3 separate regions of the Mus musculus genome follow, and all the other regions are linked to region 2. Evidence: chromatin contacts called from public Hi-C data. All regions are on one chromosome and are shown on one strand. The core of a region is the stretch at or near the end of the contact, and the rest is flanking DNA. Distances in the headings are between cores, read along the strand shown.

Evidence for each region. A called contact is a pair of places that touch in the nucleus more often than the background predicts.
Region 1: a contact with region 2 is called in a Hi-C map of cortical neurons. The contact joins two enhancer-like sites. A contact is called at or near these places in 6 of 484 Hi-C or Micro-C datasets (the HL-1 cell line, cortical neurons, forebrain and 1 more), 4 of 115 datasets of contacts at active chromatin or transcription factors (the SCID.adh cell line, T-cell acute lymphoblastic leukemia, cardiomyocytes and 1 more) and 2 of 9 other capture datasets (embryonic stem cells and embryonic trunk).
Region 3: a Hi-C map of the P5424 cell line shows a contact between it and region 2, with 3 times the contacts expected there. The contact joins two enhancer-like sites. A contact is called at or near these places in 2 of 15 datasets of contacts at CTCF or cohesin (embryonic stem cells and stem cell-derived epiblast-like cells), 38 of 484 Hi-C or Micro-C datasets (B cells, the G1E-ER4 cell line, the HPC-7 cell line and 11 more), 17 of 115 datasets of contacts at active chromatin or transcription factors (the HPC-7 cell line, SST interneurons, bone marrow-derived macrophages and 11 more) and 1 of 9 other capture datasets (embryonic stem cells).

Annotation. Positions count from the first base shown.
Region 1 is chr13:46,570,036-46,572,764 of GRCm38.p6, forward strand. The region is part of intron 4 of Cap2 (CAP, adenylate cyclase-associated protein, 2 (yeast)); the gene reads left to right. Among named protein-coding and RNA genes, the nearest start is that of Cap2, 69 kb to the left of the region's middle. RefSeq lists an enhancer at 1,285-2,729. Within about 2 kb of position 1,421, at least 122 of the 459 cell types and tissues checked have an H3K27ac peak or open chromatin away from gene starts, as enhancers often do. A contact at or near this core is called in cortical neurons, where this site is marked.
Region 2 is chr13:46,309,741-46,312,752 of GRCm38.p6, forward strand. No RefSeq gene overlaps it. Among named protein-coding and RNA genes, the nearest start is that of Stmnd1, 38 kb to the left of the region's middle. Within about 2 kb of position 1,406, at least 15 of the 459 cell types and tissues checked have an H3K27ac peak or open chromatin away from gene starts, as enhancers often do. A contact at or near this core is called in the P5424 cell line, cerebral cortex and cortical neurons, where this site is marked.
Region 3 is chr13:46,618,353-46,621,108 of GRCm38.p6, forward strand. All of the region lies in intron 7 of Cap2 (CAP, adenylate cyclase-associated protein, 2 (yeast)), which reads left to right. Among named protein-coding and RNA genes, the nearest start is that of Fam8a1, 50 kb to the right of the region's middle. Within about 2 kb of position 1,444, at least 87 of the 459 cell types and tissues checked have an H3K27ac peak or open chromatin away from gene starts, as enhancers often do. A contact at or near this core is called in the P5424 cell line and cerebral cortex, where this site is marked.

The DNA.
Region 1 (2,729 bases), core at 171-2,670, 260 kb after region 2:
ACAACAGGTACACAGCACCATAGCTGACTGCTTCCTGAGTGCTGGGAGGGGGTAGGGGAGTGGGGTGATGGGGGTGTGGGGAAATGGGGGGCTGGGGGGTTAGGGGGTAAGGGGTGGGGTGCTAGGGGGCCTGGGTGTGTGTCTGAGACCAGCTACTCTTGTAGAGCTGTTTCTATACAAACACTTCCTAGCTCCTTTCACACCATGTAGTTGAGTCCAGCCTCATTTGCCCGTGGTTCACCGGGGCCATGAGAAGTCACATAATTGCTCAATATTTCATAATGCCGAAGTAGTACATGTCAGGCACTTAACCAAATTAGCTGTCTGTCAGCCCATATTTTAATGGACTTCTAAATACATAATTTTTACATTTATTTTGAAAACATTTTTTAAAAAAAAAAAAGAAAAGAAAAACTGTAAGAAAAAAATTTTAAATGTAAAACCCTGTCCGTATCTTCTCTGCGCTATCCTGCTCAATTGTCTTCATTTCATAGTGTGGCCTGGATGGACCACTCTGAGGTGTAGCTACTCAGAATCTAACCAGTGGCTCCTTTTCAAATTGACACAAGATGCTCACTTCATGAATGCATTCCCTGTGTGACCAACTCAAAGGCACCCGAGGGCAGTAACGCATGCTTTAATTTCTGTAGAAACATGCAAACTAAAGCTAAATAATATATATATATACAACAGGTCAAAAATTTGTCTTCCTGATAGAAGGCTGGGTAATATTTGGTTTTGGTTTCGTTTGAACCAAGTTTCTTGCAGTGTATTCTCGGCTGCCCTGGTACTCACTATATATACCAGCTTAACTTCTAAGTCATGGCAATTCTCCTGCCTCGGCCTCCCCAGTGCTGGGATTACAGGCATGCATCACTGTGCCTGGCTTAGCAGCTTGGGTTTTGTAACCAATAGCCTTATGGGTAGTGTTCCATGTTGTAGACAGAGAAATAAGGAAAGGAAAGGTTGACTTTGCTTTTCCTATTAGTTTTGCTGCACACGGCGTGAAAAGGACCTAAACAATTGCACAGGGGCTCATGATTGAAGGCTGCCGCCCACATTGGCTAGAGATGCGGGCGAACGAAGACTAAAACGCCCTAGAAGGAAAAGAGACATGTCGGTTGTGTGATAGCATCAGGGTCTGCTGGAGTTGACAGCCCGAAGCTAAGCAGGCAGGACTGAATCCCAACAGGAAAGCTAATCGCTGGCTTATCAGGATGCGGGGAGGAGGCTGATCCAAAAGCGAGCAGGTGCTGACAGTCTCTACCCAGACTGTTTGCTTTAGCAGCATAAAGTGGTGACGAGCTGTGAGCGCTGACTGGGACTGGTAGCTTTATAGCTATTTGGAAGCTCAGGGCTGTGGAGGCAGAGAGGATTTGCTAAGATCCTGTCCTGCTGAACTGTCACTCAGGGTGGCTTTGTTGTTGTTTTCGATCTGATAAGGCGGCATGAGCTCATCTGCCTTTGTGTAAGACCTGAATCAGATAAAGAACGGCTGTCCAAAGGAAGTGAGGTGATTAGCACAAACTGCGGATCTGGGCGATTATCTGAGGGGTGAAGGGTTCAGGGAGAAAGAGGTTTTCCTTTGTTTCAACTATCTCACTCCAAGTTTGTTAGAATTTCAGACCGCAGTTGGTGATAAAGGCCAACCAAGGGATAAAACTGCATTTATTTGACTAAGATGATTTTTCGTTACCCTTTTTGTTTGTTTGATGTCAAGATAACTTTGAATTCTTTATAAAATAATTATCAGCTATTTACCATTCTTTACTGAAGAAGAAGAAGAAGAAGAAAAAAAAAAAAAGAAATGGCCTCTTGCGGGCCATCGTAGACCCGATTTAAAAATAAATAAATAAATAAATAAATAAATAAATCGGGAAGGTTACAAGACCACTCTCTTAAGACCTGAATCAAAAAAATCAGATTTTAAAAAGAAGTTGCTGACTCATTCACCAAAGCTTAGCTGCCCTGGAAGAGCCATTTCTTCAGATCTGCTTCTTGGCTCCTGCTTCAGCAAGCCATAACTGAAGTGGTCCTCTCTGGACAGAGCTTCCATCTTCTTACAACCCTGTGTCTGTGAACCCTGCCAACGAGGAGAAGGGAGTTCCAGCTGGCATTCCGATCTGGATCCGCCGTCATAAATTAGCTAGCCAGGGCACAGTCCGTTACTATTTATGGTCATGTTCTATATTTGTATGTGCTGGGGGATGAATCACATGACCAGACCACCATTTGCTATCGGTGTTGACGTATACCAGCCAGGGAGGGTCTCACCGGAGTTTTCCCCATACCATGCTTTTCGTCAGCTCTCAATGGAAAATGCAGCTCCTTTGAGTACTAAAGTTAAAAAAAAAAAATCATCCTGAATAAACTTTATATAATTGTCTTCCCAATGAGACAGACTGCTGTACATGCAGCAAGCTCATTGAGATGCACTCTGCCTTCCAGAGAGTTTCACAGATACGTTCTCAACGGTGCCAGGAGAATGGAGACCAAAATTCCTTTTACATGTTTTTTTTAACTTATTTCCTGACTTGGATGCTAGAGGCTCCTCATACCCATTTGTTTGGGGAAGAGAGAGAGAGAGAGAGAGAGAGAGAGAGAGAGAGAGAGAGAGAGAGAGAACATCTCAAACCGGTTGAGAGAGAATTTTTGACCGTGGACAGGGGCGAGAGAGAGAGAGAGAGAGAGAGAGAGAGAGAGAGAGAGCCTATTAATTAATTCTTTCC
Region 2 (3,012 bases), core at 156-2,655:
TAAAGCACACATCACACCCCATACAATAATAGTGAGAGACTTAATTTGGACTTTTATGTCTACCATTGCTGGAGAATTTTCATCCTCACAGAAATGTCCTGGCAGAGTGAGTGACTGCCCAATTATCCCAGATGACATAAAAACCTGTCATTGTTAATTTTGATTGCTAGTTTGAGTGGATTAAGAAACACGCAAGGCACTGATGATAGATATCTTGTGGTAGGTGGGTGATGTTTCCAGAAAGGATTAACTGAGAGGTAAGGACATCCCTAATTTCAAGCAGCATCCTACCATAGGTGAGAAAAACAGCTGAGGATCAGCATTCCACACAGTCTGCTTCCTGAGCCTCTCAGATGTGAGCCACCAAGCTGCCAAGCTAGACTGTACTTCCAAATTATACAACAGAATAAAGCCTTCTTCATTTAGTTTAGTTACTTCTTATTGGGTACTTGGATGCAGGTAGGGAAAAAGTGAGGAATATAGGAATATAGGGCTATTTTCCTTCCAGTTCTCCAAGAAATGGATATTTGTACCTTTGTGACTTGTCTGCAGCAAGGTCCTTGGAAACACACAAAGAAGAACATAGTAAGGAACCATCACTAGTTACAGCTGAGATAAACTCTCAGGAAGTCTCTGGGTTAAGGGAAGCAGTTTCAAGCCTGCATCATCACTGGGAAGATGTCCATCTCCATCACAACACATTGCATGGAAAATGGGAAAAGTAATATCGTTGGACCATTTTGGTTAAAATACTGTATTGGCAACTGCATCTCACTCATCTCAATCACTGGATAATTACATTAGCCAAGAGCATCTCAAGGCCCATATAAGCTAACTACTCCTGGGATGTAGCCAGAAGAGGAAGAAAGCTTACGCTTTTATTGAGGGACAGAACACCACTACCATTCCTGAAAAAAGAAAGAAAAAAAAACCACTATAACTCTGTTTCTCTCTTTCTATGAATTTCTGTTTTTCATAGACCATTGAAAAACCACACTTTGAGGAAAGGATCATGTACAGCGAAATTCACAAGTGACTCTTCTGATGAATCCCAGTCCACAGAGATCTCTCTCTCTCCCCATTTGCTGTGCACATTATCAATGATCCTTGCCGTTAGCTGCTGGGATCTGTCTCCAGCAGGTGGTGCCAAAAGATAGTTAATAGAAGTCAGCTCTGTGGTTTGACAATAAATACATTTAAAAATTAACTGGCTTTTGCGACGTTTTGCATTTTTCTCTCTTTCTTTTGCTTCTTGCCTGTGTGTTCACGTGCATATGCACGTATGTGTGTGTGTACATGTTAGCACGTACGAGTGTAAATGCATGTGTGTTGATCTGAGGACAATCTCGGATGTCCTTCCCCTTCCATCTTGCTTGAGACAGGATCTCTTCCTCACTGTAGCACGCCTCAGGCTAGCTGGCCCAGGAGCTCGGGAGAGTCCCCTGTTTCTGCCTCCTGTCTCATAGGAGCACTGTGGTGACAGTCCCATGTCTCTGTTTTACATCGGTTCTGAGAATCTGAATTCAGGTCTGCTCACTTGCACATCAAGTTCTTTACCCCCTGAGCCACTCACTCCCCTGGTTCACTTTCTCAACTCCATCCGTGTTACTTGTAGGATGGTGCAGACGCCAAGGCTGCTGCTGTCTCTCACTCTACAGAGACCCACGAGACCTGGAGCTCATGGTCTTTCTTCAGACTTCAAAGAGAAAACAGAAGCGACGGGAAGACGGTACTCACACCCCCACATCCACCCACCTGCCTGTATTTGTGACCTCATTCTGCCCCTTCCTCCCCACCCATGTCCCCAGTGAAAGGCCACCCCTCTAACTGGCCTTCCCTGAACTTCTCTTGAACTCCATTTTCCTTCTTATCCACATTGCCCATCCAGGCCCCCAGCCTGGTCTTTGCTTTACATCTGAATGTACTAAAAGAGTACACCTGGCACAGAGCACCAAAGTTCTTGTCTGCTAATTGTTCTCCTTTAGATACCTCCTGTGGAGTTCCCCTCCACGATTTCATGGAATCTGTTCTTGCTCCAGTCACGACTTGCTGGACCAATGGGACAGCTCTACATCTGCACTGTGCTTGATGGCTTCTCATGCCCTCTTTCTCAAAGCACTCGCTTCCCATGTCCTCTTGACTTCCAGGACGTTCACTAGCTGTCCTGTGTCCTGCATCCGGCGGGCCCCAGACTTATTATTCCAGAACATTTCCCACTGGGCGGCATCTAATGTCTGTCTATGAGTTTATCCTTGGCCAGCTTGTGCATTGCGATGGTAGAGGCTATCCATACAACAGTGGCTCCTTGCTGTTTATGACCCTGCACACATCCTGCCAGGCTTCTCCATCAGCATCTCAATAGAATATGTCTGTAGGACAGCTTTCTGCTTCTCCTAAAGGCTTTTCTCTCACAACAAATAGCAACCAGAAGCTCCCTGTGGATCAGGAGCAAAACTTGATGCTGTCTTTGATTTTGCTCTCATTTTCTCGCCTCTGGGTGTGAGGGTATGTATGTATGGAGAAAACTTTCAGATACCATTCCTTGAGTACCATCCACCTTATATTATTGTTGTTGTTATTGTTATTATTATTACTATTATCATTATTATTGACATAGTTTCTCATTGCCTAGTGACTGACAGAGTGGCCTAGGCTGCCTGATCTATATGCCCAGGAATCTGTCTCTGCTTCTCTCCTGCTGAGATTAGAAGCATTTCTCACCACTCCAGACTTCATGAGTTTTATTCATTTATCTTTCTTGAATGTGGATTCTGAGGGATGGAACTCAGGACAAGCCTTTTACCGACTGAGCTGTCAGTCCTGCCTTCCTTTCTCTTTTACCCTGTCTATCTAGCTTTAGTAAATCTTGCAGGGCTCTTTTTCAAAACTGTATTTGCACATAATAAGTATGTCTAGCCTCCTCCATCCACTGGTCCTGATGCCAGTCATCACCCTTCCTTTCCTGGCCAATCACGAGGGTCTCCTGATTCATCCGCCAATCCTGCCTTGTCT
Region 3 (2,756 bases), core at 194-2,693, 310 kb after region 2:
ACACGTGCTCTAGCGCCCAGCCACACCCCACCCAATGCTCCTTCTTCAGTCAACGAAAGGATAGTTGTGACCCAGCTGTGACCGGTACTAAAAATATGAAGTAGTTACAATAGGAAAGTTTTTATTCTGCACCACACATGTACAGTCTTTTGAAAAGTGGCCAGACGTATGCTTAAACCCATAGTTTTTCCTGATTTTTGTCCTCCTTGTCTAAAATTTGAAGGAGAAGGGTTAAAAAGTACATTATAAGGCTAGAGAGATTGGTCAGTGATTAAGAGCACTTAGTGTTCTCATAGATGACCCAGGTTCAATTCCCATCACCCACATCTCCATAATTTATAACAAAACAGCCCTTCATTTGAAGCAGATGTAAAAGAATTCCGATCAGTCTACAAGACATTCACCCATCCACAGTCACCCTCCTTCTTAAAACCATTTAGAAATGCATGAAGTTTCTTGTCTATGGACGGCTCTCAACTGTCCACAACTGCAGATCCAGAAGGGTCTGCCACCCTCTTCTGACTCCTCGGGCAACACATATTCATACGGTGCACAGACATCTATGAGAGCGAAACTCTCATACATATACAATAAAACATAGTATGAAAGTTGTAGTTTTGAATTTGAAAATTCAATTCCAACTTTACATTTCTAAAAACTATTTAAGATCCCAAGTACAATCTATTGTCCAAGCCAAACTAATTTCTCCCAGATTGCTCTTCTAGTGACATACCAACAAAATGAATGTTCGTAGATAAGGCAGAATCGCAATTCTTGAAAAGAGGGACAATTAGAATCATCTGATCAAAATGGCCCTTGGAAACAAACAAACAAAAAAAAAAAAACCACACACAATCCCTTTGTCTGTTTATCTACTGATCACAAGTATGCAAAAACAAATCTGTGTGTGTGTGTGTGTGTGTGTGTGAGAGAGAGAGAGAGAGAGAGAGAGAGAGAGAGAGAGAGAGAGAAGGAGGGAGGGAGAGAGGGAGGGAGGTATGGAGGTCAGAGGACAACTCTGGGAAGTCAGTTCTCTGCCACCATGGGTTCAGGGATTCAACACAAGTCATCAGATTTGCATGGCAAGTTCCTTTACCCACTGAGCCATCCCACCAGCCCATTGCATCTTTGCAGACAGTCCACTGCAGTGCTGCCTAGACTTTATAAAGCTACGGATAGGCAACACCTCAAGGGTCTTGAGTAATTGTTGGTTTTTTTCCCCCATTTCCAAGTTGGATTTTGACATTTTCCACTCTGGGTCTTTTAGCACATTACTAAGGACCCTAGAGGCCTCCAGTGGTGCCTTGTGCTAACAAATACCCACCCCACCTCCAAGAGAGCAGCTGCGACTCTATCTTCCAGTTGCTGCCTCCTAACCTTGGTCTTCCTAGCGCAGCTGTGCCGGCAGCTGCTGCCCCGCCTGTCCACTTGTCACCAACAAATGCGGAACTCTGAGGGCAGGGATTGTTTGAGACAGCAACAGGGGAGGCAGTGAGTGTGTGTACAATGTGCTGGGGTGGGTGGGGGCGGAAGTGTTTGGCGCTTCGGAGCGTGCAGCTGTGAAGTCGTCTGTCTGTGTCTCTTATTACACTGACTTCGGTCCACAGAGTCTTGTCATTTCTCTGGGCTCTTCTTCAACTTGAAGCCAGCATGGACCTAGCAGCAGTCCAAACCAGAAAGGACTTGAGTTTTCAGTTAGTTCCTTTCTTCCGGAGTCTTTTTCATATTGACGGATGTTGTTTCTTCCGGGCTAAGGTCCAGAGACACTTTGCTAATTAAATTGATCTTTTGGCACAAGCCTGGGAGAAGCACCAGTGATCTGCCCACCCTGCAGTTACACAGATTTGTAAGAACCACAAGCAAAAAACCTCAAACCAGATGCCTGCTGCTGGGAGACCGAAGCCTGGTCCTCATCTCGTAATGACACAGGAACTAAACTTTCCCTGTGAACTGTGCAGATTTTTCCAGGAATTCCACGAAAAAGATCGATTAAGAGGCTGAGCTTGAACACACTCTGGTGTGGAACTTGTAGACACATCCCTGCTTTTTTGTGCAGTTGTGCTTACTATAGCTTCAGAAAGTGACTGCGGCTATCTGTAAAGTAGAAGCTCCAAGGCTCTGGGTGGGCAGATGTGGGGGACTGCCATGCACTCTCCACGCAGCCTGGGTGGGCGTCTGGCTGTGGGAAGCCACTGAAGTCCAGTCTGCAGGGAGGCGGGGGGAGCAGTCCAGGGTCCCTGGGCCTCACGAAGGCCAGGGATGACAGGTTCCAGCACTTGGGCATCACAGGATGTCGCTGGACACTGCAGAAGAGCTGAGAATGGGTAGAGGCCCCAGGAGCAGCTCTCTCAACCCCAGAGCCGAAGGGAGAAAGGTGGCAGGGGGAGAGGGGGACCTGGCTGGTTTCCTCACGGGTGAGAGCCCTTAGTCCAGTCTAGTGGCTGAAAACACTGGGAGACCTTCTTGACTCAGCTCTTCAGGGGAAGGCCTATTCCATCATTCAAGCAAGGTGGGTCTTGATAAGCAGAGACGGTCCATGGTTTTAGAGCCTTATTGTAGAAAGGCAGAGAGAGACAGAGACAGAGAGAAGGTAGAGAAGGAGAAGCAGGCCATGGCTACATGGAGAGAAGGGGAAAGGAGGGGGAGAAGGGGAGCGAAAGGTGAAAGTAGGAGAACAAGAGCTTAAGAAAGAGAGAAGGAGCCAAGCAGCCCCTTTTACAGTGGGCTGGGCTACCTGGTTGTTGCAAGGTAGCTGT